Linked DNA regions of Sus scrofa: regions 1 and 3 are each linked to region 2. The links are chromatin contacts, called in public HiChIP or PLAC-seq and promoter capture Hi-C maps. All regions are on one chromosome and are shown on one strand. The core of a region is the stretch at or near the end of the contact, and the rest is flanking DNA. Distances in the headings are between cores, read along the strand shown. Region 1 holds the start of SLC51A (solute carrier family 51 alpha subunit). Region 2 holds the start of UBXN7 (UBX domain-containing protein 7). Region 3 has its middle 32 kb from the start of NRROS.

Evidence for each region. Promoter capture Hi-C pulls out the DNA fragments that hold promoters and counts their contacts. HiChIP or PLAC-seq counts read pairs in DNA pulled down with a chosen protein or histone mark.
Region 1: a promoter capture Hi-C map of fetal liver shows a contact between it and region 2, with 3 times the contacts expected there. The contact joins the promoter of SLC51A here to the promoter of UBXN7 in region 2. A contact is called at or near these places in 1 of 5 promoter capture datasets (fetal liver) and 1 of 2 datasets of contacts at active chromatin or transcription factors (alveolar macrophages).
Region 3: a contact with region 2 is called in an H3K27ac HiChIP or PLAC-seq map of alveolar macrophages. The contact joins the enhancer-like site here to the promoter of UBXN7 in region 2. A contact is called at or near these places in 1 of 5 promoter capture datasets (fetal liver), 4 of 47 Hi-C or Micro-C datasets (fetal heart ventricle, retroperitoneal adipose tissue, skeletal muscle and 1 more) and 1 of 2 datasets of contacts at active chromatin or transcription factors (alveolar macrophages).

The regions. Positions count from the first base shown.
Region 1 is chr13:133,868,151-133,871,610 of Sscrofa11.1, reverse strand. It overlaps SLC51A (solute carrier family 51 alpha subunit), which reads left to right and starts at 1,858. Exons shown (of 9, transcript NM_001244266.1): 1 at 1,858-2,111; 2 at 2,709-2,803. The coding sequence starts at 2,074.
Region 2 is chr13:133,687,107-133,691,045 of Sscrofa11.1, reverse strand. It overlaps UBXN7 (UBX domain-containing protein 7), which reads right to left and starts at 1,263. Exons shown (of 11, transcript XM_021070161.1): 1 at 1,108-1,263. The coding sequence starts at 1,180. It also overlaps the pseudogene LOC100620593.
Region 3 is chr13:133,462,273-133,466,225 of Sscrofa11.1, reverse strand. No RefSeq gene overlaps it. Among named protein-coding and RNA genes, the nearest start is that of NRROS, 32 kb to the left of the region's middle. Within about 2 kb of position 1,460, at least 8 of the 83 cell types and tissues checked have an H3K27ac peak or open chromatin away from gene starts, as enhancers often do. A contact at or near this core is called in alveolar macrophages, where this site is marked.

The sequences.
Region 1 (3,460 bases), core at 609-3,108, 180 kb before region 2:
AGTCCAAAATTAGCAAGAGAAGCATCTGATTGGCTGGTCCAGCTCATCCCCTTGCCATGCCTGAGCTATGGATAGCCTGGCCTTAACTCATCCATGGGTCACGCTTTACAGGAAGTGGCCACTTAGGGACTTCAGTGAGGCAGAAGTACCACATCGGAGCTAAAGCCCACTCTTCTCACCAACACCCTGCCATTTTTTCCCTCCATCACCATCCATCCTGAGGATTAGCCGGCTCTCCCCTGGGCCTCCCAGCCACTACCGCCCAGCTGCAGGAACATGAGCATCAGCTAGCAGCCTTCCCTTTCCGACTCCCTCTAGCCCATCGGCCCTCCTCCCCTGCCTCCCCGACCCCCACTTCTGGCCAGAAGTTTTGGAGAACACCCTCAGCTCCCTGTGTTCTGCTCTAGGGAAGTCTAAAGTTCAAGGCTCTGGGCGATTAAACGCAAGGCCTCTCACCAGGCCAGAGATGAATGACCTGGGGAGTGTTCCTGTGGAAATGGTTTGAGGAAGCTGAGTCAGCCTATGTCTTCGCTAGGGCAGGACCCAGGCGACTGACCCCCTGGAGGTTAGTGCCCTTGTCTTACTCGTTGCACCCTCACCTCCACCTTAGGAGGTCATTGACCCCCTGAGATTCCTGGGTCACTCTCCTGGGTCTCTCCTTCCCAGAGAACTGTACTTTAGGAGGGGGGAGATAGTTTGAGGTGCTTTGGGACAGGAGTATGGAGTCCCCTTGGTACCAGTAACTCCGTAACTGCTCCCTCTGACTGTATTTACTCACCAACCCAGAACCGGGCAAACTCCTCTGCCTTCCCAGAACTTCTCCCTTGACTCTCTCATGGGCCCTTTTTAAATTTTTTTTCCATTTTTTCATGGGCCCTTAAAAAAAAAAAAAAAAACAAACCCAAACTATTAGAAACTTCATCTGAACCTCCACAGATCTCCTAACCCAGGTCCCTTCTGCTTCTGTTCACACCTCCATGGCTTTCTATTCAACCTGGTGTCATAACTTCTCTGAGCCTCAGTTTCCTTATCTGTAACATGGAAATAAAGATAGCATCTACCTTCTAAGAGTAGTTGTAAGGTTTAAATGAGATAAGAGGCAGACGGCATTTCCTACAGCACCTGGGGCACCATAAACTCAATAGATATTAGCTGCTGTGGCTGTGAGTTTATTATTGTATCAGTCATGCAACCAATTCTAAGAAGCATTTAGTATGTGTGAGGTCCTGTGCTGGGAACCTAGGGGTACCATGCTTGGCCTCAAATAGGTTTAAATCTATTTGGAGAGAGAAGAGAAAGCATCAGTCAATACAATCGTTCGTAAGCATACAGTGTGTCTTTTTCAGAATCTATCAAAATGCCCAGCAATCTCACTCAGCAACTCTGCCTCTTAAATACAATACGTCTCCCCCCACCCCCGGACCCCTACCCCATTTGCTGCATCTTTGGGGGCTGTTGGGCTGGATAAGCCTGTCATCAGGACGTTGTGAGCCGGGGTTTGGGAAACCTCCATGGACCTCGTCTGGATTATCCAGCTGGACCTCCCTTCCACACATCAAGCCAACAGCACCAGTACAGTCAAGGCTTCGGCCTCGACTCATCCATCTCCTGGGGGACAGAGCCTGAGTTCCAGCCAGGTTCTGAGGGGAGGGGGTTGCTAACCAAGTGGGGACTGCGGGAAGGATCAAGGATTTTGCCTCTACCACCGCCCTAGAAGGTTCCTCGTGGGGGGATGAAGAATGAGGGTGGGCTGGGGGCAAGGGGCGGCCAAAGGCATGCGTAGGAGGGAGGAGGCGGAGCCACACCTAAGGACAGGGAGGAGTCAGGAGCCAGGGAACCTAGCCAGCTGAGGGGATCAAATTCCTCTAGGGTGAACTCTGAGATAGGAACTTGTGGGCACGGGAGGCCAGAGGTGGGACGGAGCCAGAAGGAAAGACCCAGCCACTCCACCTTCCCACAGCCCAGTCCCGCCGGCAGCAGGGCCGGCAGAGCTGCCTCCCTCAGGGGCCCGACCTGCCCGCCCCTCCTTCACTCTTGGTGCCTGCCTGGAAAGCCAGAGAGGGAACGAAGACAATGGATCCAGACAGGACTCAGATAAAGCTTGACCCCAGGTGAGTGAGGGTGGCAGGCTCTGAGCCAGGAGCCTGTTGCTAAGCAGCGGGGGCCCCTATCCCTCTGGCCTGGCCCTCCCCGCCTCCCAGGGCCCTTTGGCTGCCAGCACACAGAATGAGACAGGACTGATAATGGTCTAGCTGTCCCGGAAGGCCAGTGTGTGACCCCTCAGAACCTTGGCTTTGTCCCCCAACCAGGGAGAAAAAGATCTCAGAGGTGGGGGTGATGGGGGGCATGCCCAGAGCCCTGACCATCTGGGGACCCATTCCTGGTAGTATTTCTGAGCACTAGTTCTCTGGGACCCTGCTCTTTCTCCTTAGCAAATCCTTGGGCTGCTACCCCAGTGGCAGTGGAGAAAATGGTCTGTGGGCTTTCTGAGGACTGCAGCCAGGCCTGTTCTTGGCCCAGGCGGCAGCCTGCCTTATACATCATCCTGGGCTGATTCTCCATTCCCTCCAAGAATCAGGGACTTGAGGGGAAATGGACAAGTTCCCTGAACCCAGGAGTGTTTGAGGGACTGTCGTTTTGTGTCTCCTCCGCTACCTTCCCCTCTCCCCCAGTCCCCACATTCTGAACACAGGCTGGTGTCTCTCCAGGTACACGGCGGATCTTCTGAAGATATTGGAAGTCAATTACAGCATCCCCTCCGTCTGCTTCACTTACCCTCCCACTGCATATCAGCTTCTGAGAGGTGAGTCAGGGACCCTCCCCAGAGGGAACTGAAAGGAGGAAAAACGGAGCATCCCAGTGGAGAGTCAGGATAGCTGAGAAGACCTGAGGAGAGCTGGTCCTGAGCGGGCCAGCCGGGAGGGCCTGGGAGGATGGCTGGCCCAGTGTCTGTCTATCATGATAAAAACCTGGGAGAAGAACAACTCCTCAAGGAGCAAAAGGCCAAAAGAGGGCCGTGACATCCTGGCCTGGAGACAAACCTGCACGTGGAGCATCCCCAGTTCAAATTGGAGACACTGGCCTGTAATATTTTTCAGACCTCAGGGGCACCCAGGGACTTGAGTTGACGCCCAAATGATCCAAGCCTCATAGAATCCTCTTGGAGCCCACACAACAGCCTCCTTAGGAAAGGATCTATGTCATTTTATAGGGGTTATTATGGGCACTGTCCTGAAAACGAAGGTGAACCCGTAACATGATTGACCGTGTTGGCCACTAGATCTTGTTACTGTTGAAAGTGAAAGGCAGAGGAAGGCACTCTGCTTATTCCCTGGACACCTAAAACTTGACAATCCAATGAGCCTGGCTTCTTGATAGCAAATGTAGCTCGTGTTCACAGTTCGTATTGTTTTCCTACTGCATGACTACCTACCTCCTAGACGTTGATGATAAGAGTCAG
Region 2 (3,939 bases), core at 14-2,513:
GGTCTGCTAAAGAGAGGGAACTAACACTGACCTCCTAAAATGACAAGCTTGAACGGCAAAATTACACTCAGGCACATGGAGTACTCTTTTCTCAAATCACTCCACAGAGAACTTCATCATTTGCTCCGCCCTCTAATAACTCATGCAAAAAAAGTTCAGCACCATCAGAGAGAAGACACAGAGAATTCACAGAATGGCTTGGGGCCTTTCCTCCAGGCAGTAAGAGGATCTGCGTGTGCCTTCGCGGGGGTCCAAAGGAAAAGAAAAACCAGGGGTTTGGGGGACACTGACATCCAGAAACTGATTTTCTCTCAAAGAAGTTTCCGCCGTCATTCCTATTTTATCAACTGGAGGCTCCGGCGCCATCGTCTTAGTCTTTATGATTTTATTATGGGGAGGTGGGAAACGCCACCAAGGGTTCCTCCAGGCCTTTCCTATTCAGGTGGGGGGGGGGTCCCCCTCAATTCCTCTCTTCAAACCTCAGTCTGGAGGGTACTCCTCAGCAACCCCCCACCCCTTTCTGGCGGCCTATCCTCCGAGATCAGTAAAGGCGCTGCTAACGCACCAGCCTCGCCGTTAAGGCGGGAGGGCCCGAACAAGCCACGGCCACAGCGATGGCTTCGAGGGGCCCAGAAAGGGGAAGGGCAGGCCAGGGACTGGGGGAGAATGACCTGGCTGGGGAAGAAAGGAAAAAGGAGGTAAGGGCATGTGCTGCACCCCAGGGCTGCACAGAGAAGAGGAGATGATGAAGGAGGAGGGCGGTGGCCCGGGTGCGGCCCCCCACCTCTCCCGCCCCCAGGTCCTCGGGCCAGCGGGGGCGGATGGGCCCGGCCCATGCCTTGGGTCTGGGCTGAAAGGGGGTGGGGAAGTCTCCCTCTACGCTGCGAGAACACCGAGAACCAGCGCATGGGGTGCGCGGGGGAGGGGAGGCGGTCTCCCGCCTGAACCCAGAGACCCGACGCCGTCGTCGCCTCTTCCTCAGGAGGGAGGACGGGAGCTGAGGGTAAAGCCCTAGGGAGGAATGCTTGAAGGTAAAGGGAAGACCGGGTCAGACCGGCCGCCCGCACCAGGCCCCACTCTCCACCTTCCGGTAACCGCGTCTCTTACCGGTGATGGCGGTAAACTGCTGAATTAACCCCTTCAGCGCCGACGACGCCGCGGAGCCCCCGTGGGCAGCCATCTTACCGCCGCCGCCGCTGCCGCCGAACAACAACACAGACACACACGGAACGCCCTCCCCCACCTCGCCGCACGGTTTGCGCAGACTCATTGACCGCCCCCAAGCTCCGCCCCTCACGCCCCGCCCCCCTCCCTGGACAGTCAGCGCAGGCGCACTTCCAGATGGGTCCCGGAGCGCTGTCCGCTCTCCGGGTTGGCTGTTCGATTGCTGCCTGCCGCCGCATCCTTCTTTACAACTTCTGGTGCCTTCCTCTTAAAGCTCCAAGGCCAGTCTGATAGACACGATATCCGTTACGGGTTTCCTAAGTAAGCTTCGGGCTTGGTAGGTAATAGGCTCTTCACGTTTCAGTTTCACAAGCTTTATTGATAGACCTGAGGATGAAAGTTTATTTTTGTTTTTTTGCAACTCCATAGCCCTCTGTTAGGTTTCCTGCAACTCCCATCAAAGTACAGATCCGGAGTTCCCTCGTGGCTCAGCGGAAACGAATCCAAATAGGAACCATGAGGTTGAGGGTTCGATCCATGGCCTTGCTCAGTGGGTTAAGGATCCAGCGTTGCCTAGAGCTGTACTGTAGGTCACAGACTCGGCTCGGATCTGGCGTTGCTGTGGTGTAAGCCGGCAGCTGTAGCTGCAATTAGACCCCTAGCCTGGGAACTTCCATATGCCGTATCCCCTAAAAAAAAAAAAAAAAAAAAAAAAAAAAAAAAGTATATTCGCATCTGGTCATCCTCCACCTTAAGAATAAAGTTAAAGAGGAGTTCCCTGGTGGCACAGTGGGTTAAGGATCTGGTGTTGTCACTGCTGTGGCTCCTGTCGGGCAGGATTTTCCTTAGGCCACCAGTGTGGCTTAAAAGAATAAAGTTAAAGAAACTCAATTTCAATTCTAGCCTCCCATGCACATTTATTGCCTCTACATAGAGAAATAGCCCAATAAAAGGTGGAACAAGTCATCTGGAGAATTGACCCTTCTAAGAGTCTGTAAATGCGTTTTTGGGGTGAATTTTTAAAAAATAACCAAGTCGTTGGAGTTCCCTTTGTGGCACAGTGGAAACGAATCCAACTAGGAACCACGAGGTTGCTGCTCAGATCCTGTGTTGCTGTGTCTGTGCTGTAGGCCAGCAGCTGTAACTCTAATTCCACCCCTAGCCTGGGAACCTCCATATGCTGTAGGTGCGGCCCTACAAAGCAAAATAATAATAATAATAATAACCAAGTTGGACTGCTGCTGCTACTTTCTTATCTCCAGTACCTGACCCCTCCCAGGACCCATGATGCCAAGGTGATGCCAAGGCAGCTGCAAGGGGTGAGGAACAGGCTTGAGCCCCACGAGAGCCCAGGGCTCACTCTTTTTGGGTCTCCCGGTCCACCCCACCTGAAGAAATAAGTGGTGAATTAGCCCCAAGTAAAAGCACAGTGTATATATCCAACTTGCCCTTTTCCCTGACAAACAATGACTTATATTGGATATCTTCCAGGTATGACAAAGTTGTAAAGGTTACTATAATGAAAGGTAAAGATACCGGGAAGAGTAAAGGGGTTGCATTTATTTTATTTTTGGATAAAGACTCTGCACAAAATTGTACCAGGGCGATAAACAACAAAACAATTATTTGGTAGAGTAATAAAAGCAAGCATTGCTATTGACAGTGGAAGAGCAGCTGAGTTCATCCAAAGACAAAACTTCTTTGATAAATCCAAGTGTTATGAATGTGGGGAAAGTGAACACTTAAGTTATGCCTTCCTAAAAATATACTTGGAGAACGTGAACCTGCAAAGAAGAAAAAGAAAAAGACAGAAAATTCCTGAACCAGAAGAAGAAACTGAAGAAGCAGAAGAAAGTGATGATGAAGGGGAAGATCCCACTCTGGACAGCCTCAGCTAGGCCATAGCTTTCCAGCAAGCCAAAACTGAAGAAGGCCAAAAAAAGAAAAAAAAGGCAGAAACCCAGTTCGGGGGGGTGGGGGGGTGTCCCTCAACGTCAGATGATTCAAGACGTCCAAGGATAAAGAAAAGCATGTACTTCAGTGATGAGGAGGAGCTTAGTGATTAAAATTATATTTATTATGTAAATATCATTTAAAAATTTTAAAGGGTGGAATACCAAGTTTGGTTGAGATGAAGGATTGCTTTTAGAATTTGAACATCAGAACCCTTAGTACCAAAGAGGTTTTTTTTACTTTAAAATGGTTTGTAGGAAGTTGAAAAGTAATTTAAAGTATCATGTTTCTATCTTGCATCAAGATTTGCTAATAACCATTAATCTTGAAAACAGTTCGTTTGAATAAAAAAGAAAACTTAAAATGAAAAACAAACAAACAACTTGGGAGTTCCCATAGTGGCACAGCAGTAACAAACCTGACTAGTATCCACGAGGACTTGGGTTCAGTCCCTGGCCTTGTTCAGTGGATTAAGGATCCAGCATTGCTGTGAGCTGTGGTGTAGGTCTCAGTTGTGGCTGGAATCTGGTGTTGCTATGGCTCTGGCAAAGGCTGGCAGCTGCAGCTCTGATTCAACCCCCAGCCAGGGAACTTTCAGGTACACCCCTAAAGACAGCAACAACAAAAAAAGTCAAATCAAGGTAACCATAAGATTTTAGCATTGGCGTATAAGAAAGCAACTCCTAATTAAGAGTATTTTCAGTTAGTCAACCAACCTGCCAAGTTGCTGCTATTCTCTGGGTGGACTGAGAAAGGCTATGAACAGTCCTGGATTTGGGAAACTGGTTCACACTGAATCAGAGGTGGGAGGAAAAAAAAAAA
Region 3 (3,953 bases), core at 211-2,710, 230 kb after region 2:
ATTTGCTGATCAAATGGCAAACATGGAAAGGTTCATATGGTACATAGATGAGGAAGTCCAAAATATCTGAAGGTCACCCATCTTTCTGAGGCTATTTATTCTAAAGGCAGCCGTGTGGTTTGGCAATAGCTTGGAGGTAATTTATGACAGAAGAATCTCCCTCAGTTCCTTCCTCCTTCAGCTAGGCAGCATCTTCCTGCTCCACAATCAAGATCAAGACAAAAGGCTGGAGTTCCCGCTGTGGTGCCGTGGGTTAAGGATCTGACGTAGCCACAGCTGTAGCTTGGCTGGATCCCTGGCCTGGGAATTTCCGTGTGTCACAGGTGCAGCCAAAAACAAAAAGACAAAAGGCTGATGCGAAAGGATTCCAGTTTTCACCATGATTATAAGGGTTCATTGTGAGTGAGGGCACTGACCAGGAAGATGACCCTCTGCCTGGGGAGGAGACTGTTTCTGGGCTGACCAAGTTTTTCAAATGCAGGACCCAACTTTTATAGATGTCTTTTCTCTGGAAAGAGAGAAAAGGTTAAAACATCCATAGACATAGTACTCACTCAGAGGCATACGAGTTGTGGAGACACTGACCCATTCACTCAAGGACGTCTAGAAGCTCAGGCAGTTCTTTGCCTTAGCCTTCGTTACCAGGAATAGTAGACAGGGGCCAGGTGAGCCCCAGGAAAGGCTGAAAACAGGGCCCTGGATAGTCCAGATGGAATTACACTTCTCAGGGCTCCTTAAAATGTGTCCTTAGTGACTGCTGCCAAGAGCTGCTGCGTCTTTCACTCACATCCTAGCCATGGCTCTTGTTCTAATCGTCCCATCTTCATGGCAGTGCAACGACTGTCCCCAGCGCCTTTTGGCTGTTTTTGGTCCTGTGATTATTCCTCAGGCCCTGAGTCCTGCAATCTCTCCCCTTCCAGAACCCTTCATATGAGAAACACGGACAACGAGGTTCCAAACTTCAGCTGTGTTGAACTCTCATCACTGTGACACACTGAATTTGTAGGAAATGATTCTCTCTCCCCAACACTTCCTTATTTCAAGGGTGTTTGGCTTATAAAGGGCAACATGAAAGAACCATTTTTCATATAACACGCAAAGCAATACTGATACCAGTTGAGTCCGTATCGCAATGATTAATATTTAGTAACTCTAGACAACAGTATCACACATGTTTCTGAAACCGAGAGGAGAAGTTTCTTGCAGAATCTCAAGCACTTTGGAGAAGTGGCCTTAGCAGAATGCATCTTGAAGACAGTCTTTCCCACAGAGCTCCAAAAACGGTGATCAGAGAGGAGGCGCGGAGAAGGTACACAGTCAAGCCAAACTTTAATGGAGATAAACCTGGCTCTAACACTGGAGTGGCCGCAAGAGTCCAACCCCAGGACAACCTCTGAGGCTCCAAGGGGGAAGTGGAGCTGTGTGGGGAGAGCACAGGGAGTGAGGGGGAGGGTCATGCTTTCTGGAGGGTGGGTGTGTTTCTTTCTTTTCCGGCTACTGTTATCAATGTGGTAAGCACATCCCTTCACAGATGCTCTGGAGAGGAAGCCCAGTGCTTCCTGTTGTCTTACCAATGTGGCAAAATGCAAGTGAGAAATAAAGAAGGGGAAAGGTGGGGGGAATGGGAAGCTCCTCCAAGGTGGATCAGAGATGCCAGCCTCTAGGAGGAAGTCCATCTCACCTTCTCCCAGAGAGGCGGCTGGGAGGACCCATCCTCAGCTGCTTCTCAAATCAATCAGGATCCAGAAAATAATCCCTCTCTAGAAGAAGGACATGTCTGAGAGACACTGGAATAGACAGCATAGTTGGAGATCTTAAAAGGAAGGATAAGGAAATATGTCTAGAGGGATACTGCCAAAGAAATAGACTCATCCCCCACTTACTGCCCTTCAAATCCTTCTATTTGTGAGGCTCTACCCCCAAAGTTTTGCAGTGTTGGAAAGAATCATTTAAATATCAGCTTCTGCCTTGTTTTGCTGCTATGAGCTCTTAGCCCTCTATGAGATGCTTGATGAGATTGAGCCGAAATAAAATCCTGGCCCCTGGGGTGAAGCACACAGGTGGTGCCAACAGGTTACCATATATTTACATATTTTCTATTTATAGCACCATAGTCAACATAAATACTGATATTTATTTATTTTTATCATCACACAACTTACCCCTTAAAAGAGCCTCCCCTCGCCTTGCTTTTCAGTGGTCACCTTTTTTCTTCTGTTCTTCAAAAGACCAACTTTATCCCTTTTGAAATTTGGTTTGGCCACATACCTTCCCCATGTCCTCCTCTTAGATAATATTTTTTTGGAGATCTGTGAGAAAGGCTGTTTTCAGACTGAGATTCTGCAGGACACTTACACTTTTCAAGCCAACCCTGAATTTCTTGAGCTAGACTTCTTCAACAACATTATCTCCCTCTGTTGCCCCTATTTCACATCCTACTACATCCTTCCTTTGACAGAAAGATAACAACAAAAATTCCACTTTGATCATAACCGTCATTGAGCAAAGGAAACCCCCTCCAGTTTTTGAATTTTCAAAAAAGATATGTGTTCCCCTTGAAAGGAAAGTCGGCTTTGCATCCTCAACACCACTTCCTACGGTTAGGAAAACAAGCAAGTATTGATGCCTGGTAGGTGGAGACAAAGGCAGAGGCAGGGACATCTTTGTTGCTTGCATCACGCTACATTCTTTTTTAATTTATTTTTTTGCCACATCCAGCTGCATTTCTAAAGATGATGTTTTCTTACTTCTCTCTTCTTTACCAAAAGTTCCAATGGTATTTAGATTATCTTCTTGGCGTTCCTGTTGTGGCTCAGTGGTTAACGAATCCAACTAGGAACCATGAGGTTGCGGGTTCCATCCCTGGCCTTGCTCAGTGGGTTAAGGATCTGGCGTTGCCATGAGCTGTGGTGTAAGTTGCAGACACGGCTCGGATCCCATGTTGCTGTGGCTCTGGCGTAGGCCTGTGGCTACAGCTCCGATTCGACCCCTAGCCTGGGAACCTCCATACGCCATGGGAGCTGCCCTAGAAAGGCAAAAAGACCAAAAAAAAAAAAAAAAAAAAAAAAAAAGAATCAGTCTACTTAATGGATCTAGAGAAACTAATTGCCCAAGATAAGGCAAGAGACATAGGTCTTTACCTAAGTATCAGTTTTCACATGAACTTTAAAACCATTTGGATATGTGTATGAGCATAGATGAATGAAGAAATGACACATACAAAAGAGGGTTCAAAAGTGGGGAAAGAATGAGATATTACCTGAGTTCCCGCATGGCTCAGTGGTAACGAACCCGAGTAGTATCCATGAAGATTCGGGTTGGATCCTTGGCCTTTCTCAGTGGGTTAAAGAATCCTGTGTTGCTGTGAGTTGTAGTGTAAGTCAAAGACTAAGCTCGGATCTGACACTGCTGTGGCTGTGGCCAGCGACTATGGCTACAGCTCTGATTTGACCCCTAAACCTGGGAACTTCCATGTGCCAAGGGTGCAACCCTCAAAAAAAGAAAAAAGAAAAAAAAAAAAGAATGAGATATTCCCATTTTGTAAATGTTAAAGGAATAAAAAAAATCTTAGCAGAACAGTAGAAATTTGAAATGTAGAAAAGTATGAAATAGTTCATTGCAAATGTTATCAATAGGGCAAATTAATTTCAGGAAAAAAGATTTAAAAGGGGAAGAAAGTCAAATACATGAATTTGTAAAGACAGTTGCATTTTGAGATGAAAGAACTGTTTGCATAAGGAATGTGTCTACAAACAAGAAATTTCTGAAGTCAGTCCCTGGAATGTGATCCTGTGTTGTGAAGAGAATGAAAGTACCATCTTTCCAAAAATGTGCTTTGTTTATTTTTGGCTACTGGTAATTTTACTGAGGCTTTCAAGGTGGGGAGAGCTTCCTACAACTACTGAGCTCTCTCTGGGTTTTTTGGGTCCCCACTTCACACCCTCATTTCCCCC